2 separate regions of the Triticum aestivum genome follow, and region 2 is linked to region 1. Evidence: chromatin contacts called from public Hi-C data. All regions are on one chromosome and are shown on one strand. Each heading gives the region's core, a stretch centred on a gene start, on an enhancer-like site or on the middle of the called end of the contact. The rest is flanking DNA. Distances are from core to core; before and after follow the strand shown. Region 1 holds the start of LOC123080362 (NAC domain-containing protein 83). Region 2 has its middle 110 kb from the start of LOC123080363.

Region 1 (4,640 bases), core at 1,890-4,389:
TTCCACGAGAGGCACGGTTGTGATTTCGCGAGAGGCACGGGCGTGCCTCTTTCGGAAAGGGAAAAAACCGTACTTCCGGTTCGTGTTTTTTGCACGGTTTTTTCGTCCGGTTTTTTTCGTGAGAAAAAAAGTTCATCAAAACCTATCAACATGGGATCTAGTTTTGAAGATCTCGACGCGAGGAATCCAATGGTGAAAATGGTTCGAGATTTGGACGCACGGTTTAAGAGATAAAACGTTTTGAATAAACGGATCTTAAAAAAAAGGAAAACTCCCAGGTTGCGACAAGTGGCGCGCTGCATGTGCGCCACCTGTCGCGACCTGGAAAAATAAAGTGTTCTTTGCAAAGAGTACTACTTTAATTAGTGACACTTCGACGCAGAATGCGTCACACAGGATATTCCCGTATTCCGGGCCTGGCTAGCATGTTTTCATGCTGGGCGCACAACAGTAAAGGGCCGGCCCATATAATTTAGTTTTTTGTACGTTTTTTCTCTGGCTTTCTTCTTCTTCTTTTTCTTTTTTTCTCGGTTTTCCTTTCCTTTTAATTTTTGTTCTTATTTTTATTTTTCTATTTTACGTGAATAGTTTTCAAATTTGTGAACTTTTCCCCAGTCCGTAATTTGTTTTTCAAATTGGTGAATATTTTTCAAATGCATGAACTTGTATCTCGTGAACTTTCTGAAATTTCGGGAATATTTTTTCAATTCCGTCAACATTTTTATTTTCAACAAATGTCTCAAACCCACAAACTTTTTTTCAAATTGGTGGCTGTTTTCTATTTTGTTAAGAATTTTTAGATAATTTACACTTGGTATATATCTGTTAATGTTGTGCTGGAAGTAGGGTTAAATAGCACTATTAGCGTGCGGAGTTCAAATCCGGCTTCTCCCAGAATAACGAGCGGAGCAATCCATTATTTTTTTGTTTTTTTGGGGTTGCTAGGCCATCCATTTTTTGTCGTTGGCCAAGTAAAGATAAGAGTACTGCAAACTACTGTTGAGGCCAATTCTCCGAAGGAAAAATAATGGTTGCAGTCGATACTACTAAGTTTCTAATTTCATGGATTTTTGTGAGAAAATTTTCGATCGATTCATCTACAATCATGGTAGTACAATGAACACTAGAGCTAATAAAAATATATCTAGATTTATAGACCACTTAGCGACGACTAAAAGAACTGAAGCGAGTCGAAGGCATGCCGCCGTCATCGCCCGTCGCTCGTCGGAGTCGGGCAAAACTTGTTGTTGTAGGCAGTCGGGAAGTCGTCGTGCTAAGCCCTCATAGGACCAGCGCAGCAGAACAACAACCGTCGATAATGAAGAGTAGCGTAAATCAAAAGGATCTAACAATCCACACGAACATAGACAAACGACGAACAGTTTCGAGCAGAACCACAAAAACATAGATCCGCCGAAGACACATTTCCACACGTCCACCGTCAGTGCTAGACGCATCATCAAAAATGGGGCCAGGCAGGAAGAACCGTATTTCATCTTTAGGGAGGCGGTGGCGTCTCGTCTTACTGGGCAGGATAGAAACCCTAAAAAACTCGAAGTAACTTCTAAAAGACGAAGCCCTTCCACCCGCAAGGGCCGGTATCCATCACGCTACCATAGCCCTAATGCCATAGGAGACGAGGCGGACCGACGGCGGCACCGATGGGAGGCAGAGAAAATCTAATCTTAGGGAGGAGGTGGCGGCTACGTGAGGCGACGGCTGCTCCTCACGTATTTGGTTTTGGTGTGGTCCACCTAATTCCATGGGTTGTGAAGCAGAAATGAAGGCAGGAACACGTACGTGGTGGAGAGCAAACACTGGAGAACAAAAGATCATCTGTGTTTTTTCTTGTTGACAAGTCCCGCTCCATGACCAGTCCCTGAAGGCTGAAGGAATAGCGGAAGTGCCAAATCGTCCGAGACACAGGTGCTTGGTGCGTTCTCTCCCCGTCAGCACAACAGTGGAGGGATCGTCGCTGGCGCCGGTGGCCAACCGGCCCGTCGCGCCGGACGCCCGCGCTACCACGGATGGGCATACACCACCGCGCATGCATCGACAAGACCAACCGCATGCACAAAAGGGTGCCCGTCCAAACGGAAACGGTACTAGTCACGTGGTTGAGTAGAGACCAGTCCATGTACCGATGGATCGCCCGTCGCCGGAGTCCGGACGGAACAGCACCGGTGCCGGGACGGCAGCGAGGACGGGACAGTTCACGTGACGGGAAAGCGCAGGCGAGAACGACGTACCGAGAGCCAGACCTGGCTAGCCAGACAGCCGGGCACGGACGGACGCACGCACCCATGGACGAAGGAAGCTAGTACACAATGTTGCAGTGCGTGCTAGTGATGCCGTCCACGCGCACTGCCCGATGCCCAATGGCCGTGCGTGGCAGCGTGCATGCATGGCGCCGCGCGCCGCGCCCGTGCCCCGTCCACTTCACCCGTGCAGCCGCCCGGCCGGGGGACCTCCCCTCGGATGCCGCAGCAAAGCCAAAGCCGGAGCCAAAGGCGGGGGCGGAGGGGCAAGTGGCAACGGCGACGGACGGCCGTGCATTTGACTGGGAAAGCCGCTGTAAAGTCCACCCCAAAAGCTGCAGTAATTAAGCTTGAATGATGCTTCAACCCGGACGGTGAACTGGTGAAGTAATTAAGCTTGAATGATGCTTCTCGCACAGCCCATCCATCTCTTTTGGGCACTGCCGCACGGGCACGCGAGGTGTCAGCGGGGGAGCGACTTTCCCTCCGATTCCTTCTCCGAGGCCAAGGAGACGACGATGATAACAATAATAAATAAATTGAATGCTGGAATCCAAGGTAGGTGGCCGCTGAGGCCGTTGAGTCCCCGTTCCAGCGCGTTGCTGTAACGTGGAAGCTTCTCCTTCCCCCTCCCTCCCTCCTCCAGCACAAAAGAAAAAGAAAAGGAAGGGAGGAGATGAGAAGGAATTTCGTTTCGTTTCCACGGGCGCAAAGAAAAGAAAAGAAAAGAAAAGAGAAAGAGATAATCGGGCGCGCACGAAAAAGATAGTCTTTCGATGCCTTGTTCTCCTTCCCCTCTCCCCTCCCGGAGACAGGTGCAGAGGGACCCTGCGTGCTCTGCTTGCTTAAGCCCGGAGCTCACCGGTTGGAGGGTGATTAAGGGCTGCACGGGACGCCCGCTTCCTTTCTCTGTTCCCTTCGCTTGATGGAAAGGGCAGGAAGAAAGGAAAGCCGAGCTCGCCGATGGCGGTTGAGTGTGTTTCACGACACCGGCTGCCTTCCTGCCCGCCACTATATAACCGCCAACCTCCTCCCCCTTTCCCGCTAGCTATCATCCCGCACCCAACTACTCTCTGCTAGCTCCGTCCTCCATGGAGGGGCGAGCGAGTACCTGAGTCTGACTTGCATGTGAGCGAGCCTACAGCAAGCACACGGCCTATTGACCCATCCGAGACAGAGAGAGGGAGTAGTCTTTGCTTGCTTAGTTGGGTTGTGTCTTTGTGTGTGCATCTATGGCGCTGCCGGCGGAGAGACGGGCGGAGGAGGCCCCGGGCGTCGGGGGGTGCCGGGTGCCGGCCGGGCAGGGCGGGCTGCCCATCGGCTTCCGGTTCCGGCCCACCGACGAGGAGCTGCTGCTGCACTACCTGCGCCGCAAGGCCCTCTCCTGCCCCCTCCCCGCCGACATCATCCCCGTCGCTGACCTCGCGCGCCTCCACCCATGGGACCTGCCAGGTACGCTCCACTTACTCGCCATATCACTGACCAACGGAGCTGCGGCTGCATTGCTGGCGCATTGCGCTGACTGTTTGCCGTGTGCGTGCAGGCGAAGCCGACGGCGAGCGCTACTTCTTCCACCTGCCGGCGACGGGGTGCTGGCGGAAGGGCGGGGGCGCCGGCAGGGCGGGCGGCAGCGGCGTGTGGAGGGCGTCCGGGAAGGAGCGGCTGGTCGTGGCGCCCCGATGCGGGCGGCCCATCGGCGCCAAGCGGACGCTCGTCTTCTGCCGCCCCGGCGGCGCGCGCACCGGCTGGGCCATGCACGAGTACCGCCTCCTGCCCGCCGGCCTCGCCGCCTACGCCACCGCCAAGAGCCTCCACGCCGCCAAGGACTGGGTGGTCTGCCGCGTGTTCAAGAAGGCCACGCCAGCGCGCCACGGCACAGCGGGGCGGCGTAGGGGGGACGCCGACGCCGACATGACACCGGCATCGCCGTCCCCGGCGTCCTCATGCGTGACCGAGTCGCGCAGCGGCATGGAGGAGGACGAGGATGAGACCGCCTCCAATTCGCCGCGGCGAGAGGATTAGAGCAGCTGACCTGACCTCAATCATGGTCCCTGTAATTTTCTAATGAGTGCCCCGTTAATTCGTCGAACCGCTAATGTGGTAGCACTAGTAGTACCTCGTAGTAATCATCAGTCCCAACTTATCAGGAGAAACAAACTGAGCTCAAGCAATCAGCAAACCGAGCTCAAGCAATCAAACACCTCACCATGTTTGACGAGTGAGCCGAGAGAGCTCACTGTGAATCAAAGAGTTCATGTTCCAAGGTTAAATCGGAGTTCTTTTGCTCGTGAATTCCAGCTTCTTCTTGTACTACTACAAATCAACAACTAAAGAATGAACTATGTAGCGACTGCAAACAGCTACAGTAGAAACACAGAGCGG
Region 2 (4,568 bases), core at 945-3,444, 460 kb after region 1:
GTGCTAGGAAAGCTGTGGAGCGTGCATTTGGTGTGCTTCAGTCTCGATGCGGTATTGTTGGAAACTCTGCATTGACATGGACCACTTAGAAACTTAGGGAGGTGATGACTGCTGGTGTGATCATGCACAACATGATCGTTGAGGATGAGTGTGATGGCAATATCTACGACCAAGGGTTTGATTTCTAGGGTGAGAATGTTGAGCCTAAGCACCCACCTCCTGCAACCTTTGAACAATTTGTCCAATTTTATCGTGAGTTGCGTGATCGGAACAATCATACGCAGCTGCAAGATGATTTGGTTGGGCACATGTGGAATCACATTGGCAATCAATAGATCTATCGGTTTAATCTCTTTTTGTGTGCACAAACTTTGAGTGGTTTTGTAAGACAATTTGATATTTTAAAAATTTTAATTGGATTGTAATAAAAGACTATTTTCAACATATGTTTGATTTAAACTATTTTTGCTATGCTTCATTTTGTTGTACTTGGCCTCCGGCGGACGAGATGGGGCCGAAGATGTGTTCGCACGTTGGACGTCCGGCCAACGTAAGCCCAAATTCGGACGACACGGCCCTATTGTCATCCCTAAACGGACGAAATTCGGGCAAAATTGATATCCGTTTGGGTCGTACATCGGAGTTGCCCGAACCGGCCCGCGGTGGTGGTTCCTTGCATGGAAGTGTGAGCTTGGAGCACACACAACTTCCAACACGGGGTACTCATCTAATGGTACTACCTTGATCTGATTGACGAGTGGTTGAGTGAGGACGTGAGGTGAAGGCACAATTGAAGGGAAGACCGAGGCACATGGGCCAGCAGCAGCTTGTGGTTAACTTCGAATCTTGGCTGCGTGGGGAACTGGAGATGGCAACCCATCGTTTTTAGTAGTCGTATGCCCCATGGTTTCTCTTCTTTGTTGTGTTTCCTGTCAGTCTCACACATATGTAGGAGTAGCATTTAACTGCAATAATATTATGATGGTTTGTTCGGTCAGAATAGAGGGTGCGCCCGACTAATAAGTTTATTTGTGGAGAAGACTTTTTTTCTTTTGAGAATGAGAATGAATTTGTGCAGAAGATTTTGTAATCAAGGTCTGTCAATTTGCTATCGATGTCAAACCATAAGCACGCAAGCACTAGCTTAAGCTAACCCAGCTGTCATGCATGTCACCTAATCCCGAGTACTGTATATCTTTCAGCCCAACACGCACACATAAACTAGGCAAATTTGACAAATTTGACCTATAGACGAAATCAAATCACAGAATAAACTATCCGTGAAACTATTTCACGCGGCCGACCTTTTTGTGTGACGCCCGACACGAAGGCGCCACACTACACTGTGCAACGCCTCACAGATAGGCGCTACACGGCCAGTGTCGCACCCGTGTGATCAGAAAATTACTAAGTCAGTGTGCAGCGCCTGAGAGCTAGGCGCCACACTGTATAGCGCCTAGCTCCTAGGCGTTGCACTAGTGCAGCGCCTAGCTCCCAGGCGTTGCACTAGGGCAGCGCCTAAGAGAGCGCCTAAGAGCTAGGCGCCACGGGTCAGCCGCGTGAAATAGTTTCACGGACAGTTCATTCTGTGATTTGATTTCGTCTATAGGTCAAATTTGCCCATAAACTAAGCCCAAGTGAACAGCAACAAGCCAATCAATCGGTGTCTAAACTACGTGCATGTGGTGGCACGCTGCTGGACGCCGCCGACCGACCGAAAGGTGGGCGAAGGCTATGTTTTGCCATCGTTTCGTGTGAGGTCTCCACCACCCAACGATAGAGATCTTGGGAGCTCACACACGCCACTCCCCCTTTGAGGTCAGTCAGTCAGTCGGTGATACCCCTACATGCATGCATCAGGTAGCCAGCCTAGCAGCATCTCCCTCTACAACAGGGGGGAAGAGACAGCGAGTGGGAGTGTCCTGTAGCAGTTGCTTGCCCAGCTTCGTTTTCCAAGACCATCCATCCATCGAAGTGTCAACCATGCACGACAGACGGACACGGGTGGGCTAGCTACGCTGCGCATGCATTGCACTTGCACGGTCGTCCCAAAAAGTCCATCAGGCATATGGGCTCCCTCTCCTCTCCTCTCGCTTGCAATTGCAAGTCACCGCCATGACTCGTGCATGTATGCGCCACAAGGAAAACGATGTGACGAGGAGGAGTAGCTTTATGGGACAGCATGGGCCGGCGGACAGACAGACGTACGTACGGCACTACCTCCGGCCGGTCCTTGCACTGCACACCAACTACCACCGCTCTAGTGGGTCTCTGGCTATCGGTTTCGTCGCACAAGAAGCAACGCCACGGACGCTCCCTCTACAGGCGTCTTCAATCCGAAGAGTGGACCTGGATAATTCTGTTACTTGGAAACCCTACCCTGTAATCACGATTAGGAGAGGCCCTACGAGGTTTATGTATGATCATTTCGGAAGTGCAGCGGCAAAATCGCACAGGTACCGTCCGCAAACCACATCATCAAACTGCATGGACCTCTCTGCTGGGGCCACGCGCGTATGCATGTGGTGATCGTGACTCAATCAACCAATGACGATGGTGGAACGCCGAAAGTCATCTTTTGATCCCGAGCTCATCTGCTCCCGCATGAACAGTAAAATCGAAAAAATATTAAAAAGAAATCAAAAAATTCTAATTTTTTTTGAGAGAAACATTGACAAAAGTTCTAAGCGCCTGCAAAAATTCATCATGAAATCACATTCCTGTAAGGCGTGGCAAAAAAACTAATTCAATGCTTCAAAATGCTTTTGAAAGTAGCTTTTTCAGAGTACTGTTTTTGTTTTTTTGCCATGCCTTCTAGGAATGTGATTTCATGACGAATTTTTGCAGGCACTTAGAACTTTTGTCAATGTTTCTTCCAAAAAAAATTGGAATTTTTTGAATTTTTTTTTATATTTTTTCGATTTTACTGATCATGCGGGAGCATATGAGCTCGGGATCAATTCCTCTCCGTCCGTGGAACGCAGATATATGCCCGTCGAGCTTACTTTCTTTCCAAAGCTAGCTAGCTACTGTATCTCCTACACCTACAGTAGTGTACTCCAATAGTTTTAGCTGACGAGCCCGCGCAATTCGCAGTTGGCTCCAAATTAACGGACCTCCAATATGCTTGCTGACCAAAGTGTCGGTGTCAGTGCGCCGTAACCGTGGTACTTTTCAGAACAATTTTGCTAAGTCTTAATCGACTGAGACTTTGTTATGTCTCAGTCGATATTATCTTCCTTTGATTTTTCATGGAGATTCATGCAAACATTTCTTTTTAGGTTTTCTTTGTTTTTCTTACATAGTAGTATATCACTTGACTGAGATTTGATTAAGTCTCGGTCGACTAAAATCTAGCCACACCCACAAAGTTCATGAGAGCTTGAATTAGGAAGTTTACATTGTCATGGACGCAAACTAGCCAGGTGCCTTGTGGTACGACTATGGGCATTTCAGGTGCGGACATTCGCATGTGGTGGAGCCCATGCATGGATTCGAAGGTGCGAAGAAAGACGAGCTAGCGACGCGTTTGGTTCGTAACTTTTCCACCGTCTTTCGATTACAGCGTTTAATGAAAACGTTACTGGTGTCTCATTCGGCTAGACCGGTTTCCATCACCCTATAATAACATACGGTGTTTTGTAAAGCCCAAAATGCGACATGCCGACTGGTTACGAAAAATGCTCGATCCCCTTTTCTTTTCTCCGCTCGTCTACGCCTCTTCTCCTTTTTTGTTCGTAGCTTACCAAGCTAAGCGCTTGGTCGTCTACGCCTCTCCTCGTGTCCGCCTCGTCTCGTCTCCACCATGAGCCCTCCCCTTCGCTGCCACGACCTTCCCTTGTCGACCGAGTGGGAACGCCGGGCCTCTTCCTCCCCTGCCGCAAGAACACTAGTGCAGAACCGGCCTTTATCACCGGTTCGTAAGGGCCTTTAGTGCCGGTTCTGCAACCGGCACTATGGAGTGGAGACTAAAGCCCCCCTTTAGTACCGTTTTGGCACGAACCGGCGCTAACGTGCCACCACGTGGCACGAGCCAGGCCCGGGTGCGTGTAGGACATTAGTACCGGTTAGTAACACCAACCGGTACTAAATGTTTGGGTGTGTTTTGGTTTTAATTTTTATTTTTCCTTTAGTTTTGTGTTTTCAATTTAATTTAGTGATTGTTTTACATTATAATGAGTTGTTAAATTATTAGGTGAAAGTACCGTAGATTAGTTTCGACTGGATGCATGTGGATCCTAACTAAGTGATCAAGTATATGCCATATTGATCAAGTAATATGGATATGGCATATACTTGATCACTTAGCTAGGATCCATTCAGTTGAAACTAATATGCGGTTTCTTTCATAAATGATATAATAACTCATCATCATCATCATCATCATATTAATATAAAAACTCTTGCATCGTATCATCACCAACAACAGTATATACTAGCTAGCAAAGATATCATCGAGTTCACCATGGTCATGATATTATAAGCGTTCATAACACCACAAAAGCAAATCACTCTTTGAGATTAAGTTCAGGACGAAGAACACGGACACGCATGAGAGGACACAACAA

The links. A called contact is a pair of places that touch in the nucleus more often than the background predicts.
Region 2: a Hi-C map of leaf shows a contact between it and region 1, with 4 times the contacts expected there. The contact joins the enhancer-like site here to the promoter of LOC123080362 in region 1. A contact is called at or near these places in 3 of 5 Hi-C or Micro-C datasets (leaf, root and an unstated tissue) and 1 of 1 datasets of contacts at active chromatin or transcription factors (leaf).

Annotation. Positions count from the first base shown.
Region 1 is chr3D:546,139,572-546,144,211 of IWGSC CS RefSeq v2.1, forward strand. LOC123080362 (NAC domain-containing protein 83) reads left to right here and starts at 3,140. Exons shown (of 2, transcript XM_044503269.1): 1 at 3,140-3,710; 2 at 3,802-4,528. The coding sequence starts at 3,491. The coding sequence ends at 4,280.
Region 2 is chr3D:546,597,742-546,602,309 of IWGSC CS RefSeq v2.1, forward strand. No RefSeq gene overlaps it. Among protein-coding and RNA genes, the nearest start is that of LOC123080363, 110 kb to the right of the region's middle. Within about 2 kb of position 2,195, at least 6 of the 8 cell types and tissues checked have an H3K27ac peak or open chromatin away from gene starts, as enhancers often do. A contact at or near this core is called in leaf, where this site is marked.